Regions from separate parts of the Sus scrofa genome. Here region 2 is linked to region 1. The links are chromatin contacts, called in public Hi-C maps. All regions are on one chromosome and are shown on one strand. The core of a region is the stretch at or near the end of the contact, and the rest is flanking DNA. Distances in the headings are between cores, read along the strand shown.

What was found. A called contact is a pair of places that touch in the nucleus more often than the background predicts.
Region 2: a Hi-C map of liver shows a contact between it and region 1, with 4 times the contacts expected there. The contact joins two enhancer-like sites. A contact is called at or near these places in 3 of 47 Hi-C or Micro-C datasets (all in liver) and 1 of 2 datasets of contacts at active chromatin or transcription factors (alveolar macrophages).

What each region holds. Positions count from the first base shown.
Region 1 is chr17:43,212,133-43,219,054 of Sscrofa11.1, reverse strand. It overlaps LOC110257425 (a long non-coding RNA gene), which reads left to right and starts at 5,010. Exons shown (of 2, transcript XR_002340000.1): 1 at 5,010-5,912. Within about 2 kb of position 1,619, at least 1 of the 83 cell types and tissues checked has an H3K27ac peak or open chromatin away from gene starts, as enhancers often do. A contact at or near this core is called in liver, where this site is marked.
Region 2 is chr17:43,362,504-43,369,121 of Sscrofa11.1, reverse strand. No RefSeq gene overlaps it. Among named protein-coding and RNA genes, the nearest start is that of MAFB, 46 kb to the left of the region's middle. Within about 2 kb of position 1,736, at least 3 of the 83 cell types and tissues checked have an H3K27ac peak or open chromatin away from gene starts, as enhancers often do. A contact at or near this core is called in liver, where this site is marked.

The sequences.
Region 1 (6,922 bases), core at 370-2,869:
AACCTTCCATACTCTTGAGATCAGTTTTTCACAGAGCACACGGTCAGCCTGCTAATGCTTTCCGAGACCACTGAACACAGAGGCATCTAGCCTCATTTTCGTGAGTTTTCCATTGCTACATTTTTGGCCTCCTCCTCTAGTTCTGGAAAGTTCGAGGGACAGATCTTTAAAAAGGCTTATCTGACGGTCTCCAAGTTCAACGCTGTTGGCCATCTCAGCTCTGTTTTATGTTTTTTAATTAATTGTTACTCTCTGCTGCTTGTGCCTGAGGTGATTTTTTTTTTTTTTTAAACCACAAAGAGCAAGCCTAAGAAAGTTAAATAAATAAATACTAATGAACAGAGAAGTGAGGCCTGGCGAGGTTAATTGAGTTTCTGGGGCCACAAAGCCGTTGGAGAGCAGTTGTGGGCTCAGGGAGGGAAGCTGGTCTGGCCACCTCCTCTGTGCTCTGGCCACTTTGCCATGTTACTGCCCAAATAAGCGCCCACTTAGTAGCAGAGTTAGAAACGGAAGTCATTTTTTCAGCAATTTATTGGATCTTTTTTCCCACCCAGGAGTATTGATTTTTCTCTTGCCTCAGCTGGGGATGGAGCTGAAGAGAGGAGTCTTTTTGGGTGTGAACCCCGAGCCAGTGGGTGTTGTGCTTGAGTGCCAATGACCCCGAAGGCTTGCGGCAGGCTCCAGGAGCCCACCACCTCACCAGGATGGCTGGATTCAGTAAAAGCTCTGAAACACCATAAAACCCCAGCCCAGTGTGTTCATGGGTGAAGGAAGTTACACAGTACACATTACACTGTTCTTTTTTAAAAGAATTTTTTTAGGGCCACACCTGCAGCCTATGAACGTTCCCAAGCTAGGGGTCAAATCGGAGTTGCAGCTGCCAGCCTACGCCACAGCCACAGCAACCTACATCACAACTCACAGCAATGCTGGATCCTTAACCCACTGAGCGAGGCCAGGGGTGGAATCTGTGTCCTCACAGATACTAGTTGGGTTTGTTAACCGCTGAGCCACAAAGGGAACTCCCTACATTATAGTGTTCGAATCACATCATTTAATGAGAAACAAAATTGTGCTAGTTCCACAATTATGGTATGTTTCAGGGCTTGATTGTATGTACAGGATGGTGTATTTGGTTGAGTCCTTGAAAGTGACCAGAGATTTTCATTTCATGTATTTCCAGACCTTTCCCAATACAGTTGGGAAGCATCTAGAACTGTTAGGCTTATGGGTCGGGTGGAGAATCAACTTATACCACAAACAGCATCTCCTGGCTTTCAAAATAATGAGGAAACACTGGTGCCCCATGACTAGAGAGTGAAAGAGACTGAATAAATAAAACGAACATGACACAAATATCACGGCTTTTGATAGCCCCTGCACACACATCTGGCTTCAATTTGCCGGGATTTTCTCATTTGTTAAATTACAAAAAAAAAAAAAAAGAGCCAATAAAAATTCTGTGGTTAAAGGTCTCTTAAAAAGTACTAGAAAAGCAAGTTCACGGTCTTTGCCGCATTTGTTACTGATTATGGGCAAACATGGGGACAGCTATCGACCCTTGTGACTTGGATCTGGAACATGTTGATGAAATCTCAGGGACCCGGGCGTAGGTCACTTTCTGATGCCCGTGGAGCTTGGGCAGGGGAGATAGGGATGGACTGGTCCATGCCAGGGCCTCGTGTTTGGTATGAATCGCTTCATTAGGGTGACTGTTGCACATTGGGATCCACTCCAGGAAATGCCTCCAGTAGTTAAAAGCATGCCACCTAAGAACCGTCTTGTGGGAGGTAGCACGAGAAGTGAGAAAAGAGAGGAGGAAGGTGAGAAGGGAGGATGGATGAGACTCCTCTCCTGTGTCCCTGGTCTTGTTTCAGGTGTTTGGCAGCAGGACCAATGGTGACCTCATACCACTGACAGGCAGAAAGGCAGCTCATTTTAGGGACAGTCATTTTCTACTTACCCAGAACTACCAAAAGACTTCCATGCAAGTTTGTGCAGGTCTGGATAGTTGGCAGCAGTGTTTTTTGTTCATGCTCTGAAATCTTAACTCCAGTGAGAAAGACTGACCTATCTGTTGAGAAAGCAGTGTCGTCTGATACTAAGTTATTTTGCCATTCTTGCCTTCTTTCCTCCCTCCCTTCCTCCCGTCCTTCATTCCTATTAGCTTCCACATGTGCCTCACCAAGTGCTAAGTCCCCAAGAATACAAAAGAAAGAAGACTTAAAACTGTTCAGGAACTTTGTAGACCAGTGGGAAAGCTGTACAAGAAAATATACATCATTTGGGGTAGGTACTATCCTAGCTGAGCTTTCACAGAAGCAGGTGTAATAAAGGCTGCCTTGGTTGCGAATGATTTTGTCAAGGAGATAATGCTTGAAGTAGCCAGAGAAATGCACCAGGTGGAGGAGCTGGAGAGAGATTATTTTTGGTCAAAGGATATGGAACATTCAAGGCAAAGACACCTGAAATAGTCAAGGGGTTTGAGAAGGCAACAGGCTGACCATATGTAAACCAGTTTCTAATGAAGTGTCTTGATCATTCAGTCCAACCAACTCAATTCAGTAAATGCTTTTTGATTCCCATCTAGGGCTCTGTCCTGGAGTCTGGCATCCTTGGTGATGGTGGGGGTGAACAGAGACTCATAGGCAAGACCCAGATTGTGTCCAGGAGGGGTTTTGATGTTAGGAGAGGCGAAAGCACGAAGACCTCGAATGGTTAGTGCATCAGAGAGGCCCAAGGAGGTAACTATGGGAAACAGAGGAGAGAACAAGAGGTCCAGGAAGACTTCCTATAGAAGGATGAATTAGACTTGGACCCTGCACAATGGAAGACAGAAGAGGAGAATGTGTGAGCCAAAGAAGGGAAGTGGGCTATGGGAGTTTATTTCTGTTTGTTTATTTATTTATTTACTTATTCATTTACTTAGTTTGCTTTTTAGGGCTGCACTCGCGCCATGTGGAAGTTGCCAGACTAGGGGGCAAATTGGAGCTGCAGCTGCTGGCCTATGCCACAGCAGCACCAGATCCGAGCCACATCTGCAACCTACACCACAGCTCAACGGCAGTGCTGGATCCCTGACCCACTGAGTGAGGCCAGGGATCGAACCCGCCTCCTCATGGATACTAGTCAGATTTGTTTCCACTGTGCCACAAAGGAAACTCCTTATTCAAGTTTATCTTTACTGACAATTTACCTTCTCAAACCATCTCCAAACCAGGTTATGCCTCAGAATCCCCAGAAGGGGTTAAATAGAGATTGCTGGGACTCCCTTTCAGAAATTCAAATTTATTTTTATTTATTTATTTATTTAATCTAGGGCTGCACCCGCAGCATACAGGCTAAGGGTCTAATCAGAGCTATAGCTGGCCTATGCCAAAGCCACAGCAACGCCAGATCTGAGCCATGTCTGCAACCTATACTACAGCTCCTTAACCCACTGAGCCAGGCCAAGGATCGAACCTGCAACCTCATGGTTCCTAGTCAGATTTTTAACACTGAGCCATGACGGGAACTCCAGAAATTCAAATTTCAAGTGGAACACATTTCAGTAAAATCTCCAGGGCATTCTGACTCCCAGCACACAGGTGAGATTTCAACTGATGGGGTGCAATGATGGGCTTTGGGCTTGCACAGAAATGAGTTCTAAGCACAGTTTTGCTTTCTAATCATTTTGTCATTGTGGGCAGTATGCTTGAATGCTCTTAGCCTCACATTTCTTGTTTTCAAAAGTGACAATGAGAACCTAGGGAGTGGTAGTTAAAATAAATGAGATGATATTGGTCAGACTGCTAAAGGAATTTCTGGCCAAAAGTAGGTGGTGGATAAATCTGTTTTCTTCCTGTATTTGGTTTAGTAAAATGACTTTTTGTTTTAGGGAAGTAAAAATGCTCAGGAGGCATAACTCCTGGCCTTAAGAAAGAACCAGTCACAGACAGGCAGGACATTTGTGTTCTGGAATAAATTGTCAGGCACAGGAGACGGCTGGGCCTTCATTTTCTTGCTTTAGGTAATGCCCAGAATTTTTCAATCATGCCTTTTCATCAGCAGTATTAAAAAGGCTTTTGTGTTCAGTGAGTACACAGATACTACTAAGGAATATTAGTGGATTTAAGCCCTTATGTACTCACACCTTAGTAAGAGTTTGTGAAATTGTGGCTGAATGCTACTGTGATAGAGCTCAGCTTTCCAAGTTTGCGAGGTAATGATCTAAGTCCAGTGGTTCAAAATTATGCTTTGTCATGCTCTACAGATGGGGCCACCATGTTTGGTTATGTCCCGAGCAGCCGTAGGAAGAGCCATCCTTACAGCATATAATGTGAACGGCATCTCCTAAGGTTGTGCAGTGCGTCACCTGCCCAACTGTCTATGGGGGTTCTACCTAAGGGATTCCATAGAGTCAATTTTGAAAGGAGGATGGGGATGCTGACAAGTAGATGTTGCTATAGTCCTCACTTGCCTTTAGAAAAGCCCCATGGCATTATGTGGGGTTCTGTGGGAGGTTTTCTTTAAAGATAAGGGGCAATGTAAGCCAGCGCCCTATTCAACCTCTCCACTTTGCAATTGGAGAACTAAGGTTGCATGGTGAGAATGGGGCAGAATGCACACTATGACCCAGGATTCTCTGGCCTGGGGGACCGGGGTAGAACAGGCATGTGGGTTAGGGTTGCGTCCCATCCCAGCAGTAGCCACAGCAGGAAGGGGAGGCTCTGGCCAGGGCAACATCACGGAAAGGGTAACCTTGCTACTAGTGGAGCCTTAGGCCACCTCGGGAGAAGTTCAGTGGCCCCTGTTAACCAAAGCTACCTAGAACGGGCCTTTCAGGTCTGTCATTCAGCCCAGGGCACAGCTAACGAAACCTCCAGAGGCCGGACCCAGGCCTGGGATGGCTAGGACGCTCATCAGGGCCAGCAAGAGCCTTTGAAGACTCGACTTCCCCTTTTCCCTGATGGGTTTAGAAGAAATGGAGAAAGGAGCCCCAATAGCCAGGAAGACAGGCTGGGGCAGCTCTGGGAGGAAAAGGAAAGTGAGACCCAGGGCAGGGGTGGGCTGCCCCTCCTCCCACCTCCTCCTCAGCGCTTCCTGCTGGGGCAACTCTTGAGGCTACATGGGGAGCCTGAGTTTGTCCCTGGGGGCTGGGGCCTGAGCCGGCCTGCGGTCTGCCTGCCAGACTGGGGGCACCTCTGGGCCTGCCTGTGGGTCTGGTTCCCTCACCCAGGCTCTCCTGGGAAAGCAGAGGTAAGGAGGGCCTGCCCAGAGTACTTTCGGGCAGCAATGACTTCAGTGTTTGTCCCTAAAATAAATGCACCACAGACAAGACAGTGTGGTCAGGGGCTGAGGACTTACTGTAAATACCAGCCCCGGGCTTCCTATTTCTGTTTCTCTGACTCCCCGGGGGGCAGGCGCCGGCCAGCTCCTTTCTAGCGCATCTCTTCTTACTGCTGCATCCAAGGAAAGGGCTCGGCCTGGACATTCCTCATTGGAAGGTCCCAGGAACACTTTGAGGGTTTGGAGCAGGAACCCCGCTCTCCCAGGGGGGTTATGCTCAGGGTCTGTCTTCCCCCAAGAAAGGGGCACAAAGCCTAAGTGTGAGGAGCTGTGCTGTGTATATTCTGAGAGCCTCACAACAAACCCCAAACATGGGAGAGCAAACAATGACATCTACGATGCAAGCATATGATAGACACTTTCTTAAAGGCTGTACCTGGTTCATCACATACAGTTCTCACCAGAGTCATAGGGTGGGAATCAAGACAAGAATGTAAAGATCCTTGCCTAAGGGCACCCCGTCTGTAAACTGCAAGTTCAACGCCAGCAGCCTGGCTCCAGACCTGCATTCTTAACTCCTGCACTGTGCAGTGAAGATAAGAACGACCTCATCCTGCAGACGGAGGCAAGCTGTCCAAAGAGAGGTAAGATCATTTATCGAAGGACATGGGCTGGGTGAGAGGGGTGGATTTGCATCAAAGTTCAGTGGACTCCAAAGGTCCTCCCACTGCGCTGGGGCACCTCCTAGAGGCGGTTGAGTAGCATGTCATGGAGCTGTTGTTCTGACCCCTTCCCAGCTTCCGAGCAGCTGACACCCTGGGCTGCAGCTGCTGCTCATCTCCTAGGCTGAGGACGGGATGGATCAGCATTCACATGCACCTTCTTGAAGCCTTTCAGTGTGAATGAATTTGCTGTTTCCAAGGGAGATGTCTTTGGGGGCGTGGTGTTTCCTGCCTCTATGTTCCCTGAGGCTCCAAAGGTATATCTTGTTCAGCGTCCTGGGACTCCAGAGAAGATAAGCTACATTAGTCAAGTGATTCTTGCCAGGAAATCTCACAGCCGTCTCAGAGGCTGGCTGATGCACCCAGGAGATGGATATATGTCTCATCCTATTTGGCACCTATGCTGTATAAAACTGTGAAGCCCCCAGGCCTCTCCTCCCTAAGTGGGAGTGGTTGAGAGGGTCGCAGATAGGGCGAGAGGAGCTGGGGCCCGAGTGGACCACATGGAACAAAAGTTGAATGCTGAGTCATTTCTTTCAAGCGAATCTGCCGAGGCCAAGTGAGAGTCATGATACCTTCCTGTCCACTGAGACACTGGATGAGACACTAGGGTTGGATGATAGTAGGCTGCTTTTTGCAGATAATAAAGGTGGTCTCTCATTTGGGTTGCCTCTTTGCCTTGGCTGCGAAGATGCTCATACCGCATATTTATGCTGAATTATAACTTTTATCAAAAAAGTTCTTGGAGTTCCCTGGTAGCTTAGAAGTTAAGGATTCAGTGCTGTCACTGCTGTGGCTTGGGTTTGATCCCTGGACTGGAAATTCTGCATGCTGTGGGCATGCCCCTCCCCCAAAGAAGTTCTTGCATAGTCTCCTCTGTTTGAAAACTTTTATTTTTTTTTCTGAACTCTTATTATAAATCAACTGGGATT
Region 2 (6,618 bases), core at 487-2,986, 150 kb before region 1:
TCAGTGGATTAAGGATATGGTGGTTGCCGTGAGCTGTAGTATAGGGTGCAGACATGGCTCGGATCCCTTGTTGCTGTGGCTGATATATAGGCCAGCAGCTATAGCTCTGATTCTACCCCTGGCCTGGGAAATTCCATACCCTGTGAGTGCAGTCCTAAAAACAACTACAACAAACAAACAAAAACCAGATCTCCTAAGACAGTATATACCATGGAGAAAGGTGGGAGTGACGTGGCCAGGAGATGAATGTGACAGGAAATTTTGTGTTGAGGGACCCTGGACTGCAACACGGTTGGCTGGAGTGTGGAAGGACTGGGAAGGGAGGGAGCTCGAGACAGCTTTGCTTTGGTGATTGGAAGCATGGACCCTGGGATCAGATGGCTTGATTCAAATTCCGGCCCTACTGCTTACTAATTAGATAACTGGACAAATGGCTCCCACCGCCATGGTTTCTCTCTCTGTCAAAATGGGGATTGTAACCATTTGTACCTTGGGGGGCTGAGTTAACTGAGTTAATAAATGCAGCGGGGGAGGGGGGTAGAATGGTGCCAGGCTGCCTGGCCCATGGGGAAGTGTGCAAAGAGTGTTTGCAATAGTTCTTTCTCAGATGAGTGGATGTGGCCTGCATGTGGTTGCACACCTGTGATTGTGGCACACATGCACGTGCGCACAGGCGCATCTGCAGCCCCCGATTCATCTGGGTCTATGTGTAGGTGTGTGGTAGGCCCAGGGAGCAGAGAGTCCACGGGACAAGTGAACTCCTGGGGGACGATGACTCATCCGTCCACCCAGAGCAAAGACGCCCTCCAGCGAGAGGTAGGGTCCTGGGGTTCCCAGGAAGAGTGAGAAGTGTTTCTTATCAATGTCAGGTGCTGTCAATGTTATGTCCCTACTTGCAAGCCTCCAGTGGCTCCTCGTTCCTTCCTTTCTTCACTCCTTTAGCCAACCAACGTTTCTAGTGCATCAGATTGAGCCTCCTTGGCCCAATGCACTTGCTGTTGGCTTTGCCTAGCTTGCGCTTTCGCATATGCTCCTCTTTGGCCTTCGGGACTGGAGGCCAATGTACTTCCTCTGTGAAGCCCTCCTGACTGCAGCAGGCCATGTGTGCGGGTTCGCACACGCTCTGGTGTTAATCCCCACAGTGAGGCCAGTGACTTGCATCTGTTCGCCCTGGAGTCCCCAGTGCCATCCTCAGCAGTGTGTTTTCAATGAATGAATGAGTGAATGTGAGAACATTGCAGGGGGCCCAAATTCTGCTGCCAGGTTCAAAAGAGAGGATGGAGGTTGGCTTACTGACATCTGAATCCTTGCCTCTGTCACTGCTCTCTGTGCCACTGGCCCCAGCAGGAAAGCAGCAGAGGCCAGAGAGAGAGAGAGAGAGACGGCTGGGGAAGAGTTAAAGGAGCGGGGGGTGGCTGTTTGCTGGGGTGGTGACTCCCTCAAGGCTGCTGGATGTATTGGGAAGCAAAGCAGGAAAGCTGTCAGAATCCTTCAGATAAGGGGACATTCCGCCCTTGGGCTCAGCCCAAGGTTCCCTCCCTGGAGGCCCCAGCATGCCAGGCCCTGACCCCCTAGGGGAGGCCAAGGAAGCTGCCTTGACTGCAGTGGCATGGACCCCAGTCTCTGCTTTATCTCCTTGCACCACACACCGGCTGCAGCAGTGGGGACACAGGCAGCTCGGGAAGCAGGGGCAGCTTTTGTCGAACTTGGGGTCAGAGGTGAGTGGAATTTGGCAGCCAGGGAAAAGGCAGCTTCCTGTGGCCGGCTTAGACTGAAGCTGGCAGCAGGGATCCAGACTGAGCTGGCAGCTCAGAGATGCCAAAGCTGGGATTTTCATGGCCAGTTCCTTCTGCAAGACACATGGTGGGGCTGGATTTCACAGTATATAGGAGAAGAGTGAATGTGTGCATGCACAGGTGTAAGGCATGTGCGTGCATACACCCATGTAGAGTATATGTGCACACATGCTATAGCATGCCTGCATACATGTAAATAGCGCTTGTAGGTGTGTGCACACATGGACAAGTCTATGCCTTGTGTGCCTGTGTAAGTGTGAGGCCAGAAATCAGTGATTGTATGTTTCCACTGTGTCTGTGTCTGTGCCCAAGTTTGTCTGCCAGGACATGCGTGCTCTCGGCATAGGTGTGGAACAGAGATTTGTCTGTGCCCAGGTGTGTTCCTACACATGCATCTGCCTAAAGTGGGTGGGAAAGCCTGTGTATGCCGAAGGTATGTGTATGATGCACAGAGGACAAAATCTCAGTGAGTGAGTGTGTGTGTGTGTGTGTGAGTGTGTGTGTGTGTGTGTGTATGTGTGTTCTGAGAAACCATCCTGCAGCCCAGCAGGATGAAGCAACCGAGGGAGGGGATAAAAGACTGGGATGCTAGAAACATCTGGCACTTCCTGTGGCCCTGGGGTCTCTGAAGAAGGTTTTGTGTTTCCTCCTGGCCAATAAAGGTAATCCTTCTCACGCCAATACAGGAGCAGGGCTCCTCTATTCAATCATGTCCCCAGGCCTGCTCAGCCCCGGGTGTTAATCAGAGCGGGGCAATTGGAAGGAGGGGTAATAGGAGCATCTTTATGGGGGAGGGGAGAGCAGAGTTTCCCTTCTGCTGGGGAGGGGGCCTAGGCCTGGCAGCTAGATGGGGCCACAGCAGCCCTGGGGTGTCTAGTGCCAGTGAGGGGGACCACAAGATGAGGTGCAATGTCAACAGTGAGTCCAAAGCCTCTGGGTTGGAAAGGGGGGTGTCTCAGCCCAGAACGCCCGCTGATGTGCCCTATCTACCCAGGGGCTGGGGGAGCAGAGCCCAAGGACCGCTGACATGAGGGCCTCAGAAGGAAGGAGTTTGAGCAGAATCTTTGCCTTCACGGCATTTAAGAAAGTTAATTATAGTTACTAGGCATTTGTGTGATATTTCTTCAATATCCGCATCTAACATGAGACCAGGACTTGGCAGATTAGGGCCTGTGGGCCAAATGTGGCCTGCTGCCTGTTTTTGTCAATAAAGTTTTATTGGAACACAGTCACACCCATTCGGTTATATATTTTCCATGGCTGCTTTCCTGCTACAGAGACAGAGTTGAGTAGTTGTGACATAGACTCCTTGGGCCACAAAGCCTAAACTATTTATTCTCTGACCCTTTATAGAAAAAGTTTGCTGACCTCTATACTAGACTGTCAATTTCCTGAGGGTAGAGTTTATAAACCTGACACACTGTAAGTGCTTAGTAAAGATTAGTTCAATGGGAATTCTTGTTGTGGCTCAGTGGTTAACGAACCCAACTAGTATCCATGAGGACTCGGGTTCATTCCCTGGCCTCGCTCAGTGGGTTAAGGATCCTGCATTACCGTGAGCTGTGGTATAGGTCGCAGACGCAACTCGTACCCCATGTTGCTCTGGCTGTGGTGTAGGCCAGCAGCTACATCTCCGATTTGACCCCTAGCCTGGGAACCTCCATGTGCTGGGGGTTTGGTCCTAAAAAGACCAAAAAAAAAAAAAAAAATTTTGGTTCAATCAATGAATAACTTGGAGGGTAAGTTTATTGGAATTCCAGGCAGGGGGGATAGGGTGTGCCAAGGTATAGGACCAAGAAATAGTGTGGGATGTGCTGGTGATGGGGCGTGTGGTGTGAATGGAGGAACAGAGAAAACACACACACACACACACACACACACACACACACACACACACGACTGTGGAGGCCATTAACACAGCAGAGGAACTCCTTGGTAAAGGAAGGCTTCTCTGAGGAATTGACCTTGGGTGGAGTCCTGCAGATGCGTAGACACTTTCTGGAAGACGGAGGAATGGCATGCCAGGTGGAGGAAGATGCAGAGGTAAAGGCCGAGAACCAGAGAGTGGCCAGGTGGGACGCTGGGCATCGGGACTTGCTAATTACACCCAGCCTAGACGTGCATGTGTGGGGCTCCAATCGAGCTCAAGAGGTTTGGGGGGCTGGATTTGCAGGGCGCGGAAGGGATTCCATCAGGGGTTTGGACTTTGTTTTCTGGGCACTAGGGAATAGCTGGGGCTGTCAGCGGAGGCTCCAGGGAACAGTAGTGCCTGCCTTCCAGAGATACGTCAGGATTACATGAGCTCAGTAATGTGAACACATCCAGCCTGAGCCTGGCACAGAGTGGCTTATAAGCAGGGTTGCCAGAGAAAATCCAAGACTCCCAGTTACATGTGAGTTTCAGGTAAATGACCAATCATGTTTCAGTATAAGCATAGAACAGACATCTATTAACCCCTACTTTGTTATTTTTCTGAAATTCTGATCTAGTTGGGTGTCTTGTGTTTTTATATGCTAGATCTGGCAACGCAGTTGCTAAGGGATGTTGGCTGAACCTGGGTCTTTGTTGGTGGCTTCAAGGTCTGGGACACTTGCCAGTGACTCCAGAAATAGGAAGACAAGCCAGCAGCTGGACATTGGCGCTGTGAGGCAACACGGAGCCCCGTCCTCTTGGCTGATGGGGAAGGAAATAAAGGTTCAGAGAGGGAAAGAGACTCGCTAGCAGCCACGAGGCAGGCCTGGCATTTTGTTTTTCTCTATGGTTGGTCAAGGGGAAGCTTTGGCTGGTCCAATAGACCAGAGGCAGGAAGAAAGATCCTACCAGAGAGCTTGGGGAGCTCTGAGCATGGCTCCCGGAATCTACGGAGCCATCCCTGTCTTGGCAGTAGATACAGATTTCTGCCACATCCTTTACCCATCCCTGCCTCAGTGCATTCAGCCATCAAATGGGCTAATTACACCCACCTCACAGGTGAGTTGTGAGGATTAATTAATGTTTGTAAAGCCTTTGTGATCCTGGATTAAAGATGCTCCTTACATATAAAGGGTCATTATTTTTATTATTATTATACAAGTGCCAAGTATTATTACCTTAATTAGCTTTTCTAGATATCAAAAGCAATTAGATGGATCACTCGCTGAACTCCACTTTAGACACCCCAGTCATAGAAAAACACACGCTGACCTATCTGCTTGGCACATTTCGGCAAGGGGCCAGCACAGGCCAAAAGGGAGGGCCAGGTTTGCAAAAGAAATTTGTTTCTGTCTCTGGCCAAGTTTCACCCCATTGCAAAATTTTCCAGGCATTTAAGATTCCCTGAAAACAGAGGTTTTTTCACTGGAAATGCCGATACTGAGAGCTCCAGGGGGAAGCCTTCCGCTTGTGGCTCTGGTGGTCTGAGACGGGAGTGAACATGTGCCCTGTTTTCCCTTTTGGACCCAGAAGCCCAGGCCTCAGCCCCCAAGGTCAGTCCAAGAAAGTGGCAGGCAACCTGATCTTTGGATGGGGCCTAATACGTGTCAGGTCCCATCCTGATCTGTACGTGTATTTAGTCAAAGCCTATGCCATAGGTAGGAATTTTCTGACCCTCATTTTATAATGAGGACACTGTGGCTCAGAGAGATTTAGTGATCTGGGAAGGTCACACAGCGGGGAAGTGTAACCAGAAGGATACAAGTGCAGTCTTACTGATTCCATAGCCTACATCTAATTTTGATGGAGTTTCCCCCTCTCTGTGTTACCTGCAGTCTATCTAGCCTGGGTCAAGAAGTTCATTTGTATTTAAGACAGTGGATGGGACCACATAGGACCGGCTGGGTCACTGCAGTGCTGGGGTCATCTGCAACCCGAGGCCTTGGTCCAGCATGTTCAGGGTCTTTGGAGCTAGTTCAGAACACCAGGGCTCAGGTGGAGGAGGGGACTGTGGCCAGGATGTGCCCCATCAGGGCCAGCAGGACAGGCCAGGGCAGAAATCAGCGGGGCGAATCTTCCTCTGTACTGTCCAGTTAGCTGGGAGGGTGTGGAGATGGCTATAATTGCCTTTACCGGCGTCCTTAACAGAGGTGAGAGGCCCTTTCTTCTACCCCCCTTTCTACTCTGTCCAGCTTCCTTGGGGGCCTTGAGGAGCCCCCCTAGGCAGTGACTGGGCATCTCACTGGACTGACTGTCAGTAAGTGCCAAACTGAGATTAGATCCCAGGTCTACATGGTCTGCTAATCCAGTTTCTTTTCCCTGAAGCACCCTGAGGGCTGGGCCTTTGTGAAGTCAGTGAGTACATAGAAAGGCAGTCAAAGTATTGAGGGCTTGGTAAGTAAAGGAGTAACCATTGTAGGAAGAGGTTGACACACTAATGGAAGCCTTGCTGGATGCATGGATGGATGGATGGGTGGATGGATGGATGGATGGATGGATGGGTGGATGGATAGGTGGATGGATGGGGGTAGGTAATGGTGGACAGACAGGAGTTGTATGTATAGATGGAGGAAGGGGTGGCCAATGAATGAAAGAGTTGATGTGTGGGTGGGGGGATAGGTAAGGGTGGATTGGAGATTTTGGTTGATGGATGGAGGATTTGGAAAGGGATAGATGGGCTAGTAGGTAGGAAGTTGGAGGAAGTGTGAAGGGTTGGCGAACGTATGGGGAAGTAGGAAGATGGGTGAAGGAGTTGTTGGGTGGATGGATGGAGGAGTTTGGAAGATGGATGGAGAGTGGTGCCAAGGTGGAGGAATATCAGTTGGGGAAGGAGTTGGCGGATACACAGGCTGAATCATGGATGAAGGGTTGGAACATGGGTAGAAGAAATGGTGGTGATTGAAAGCTTTGT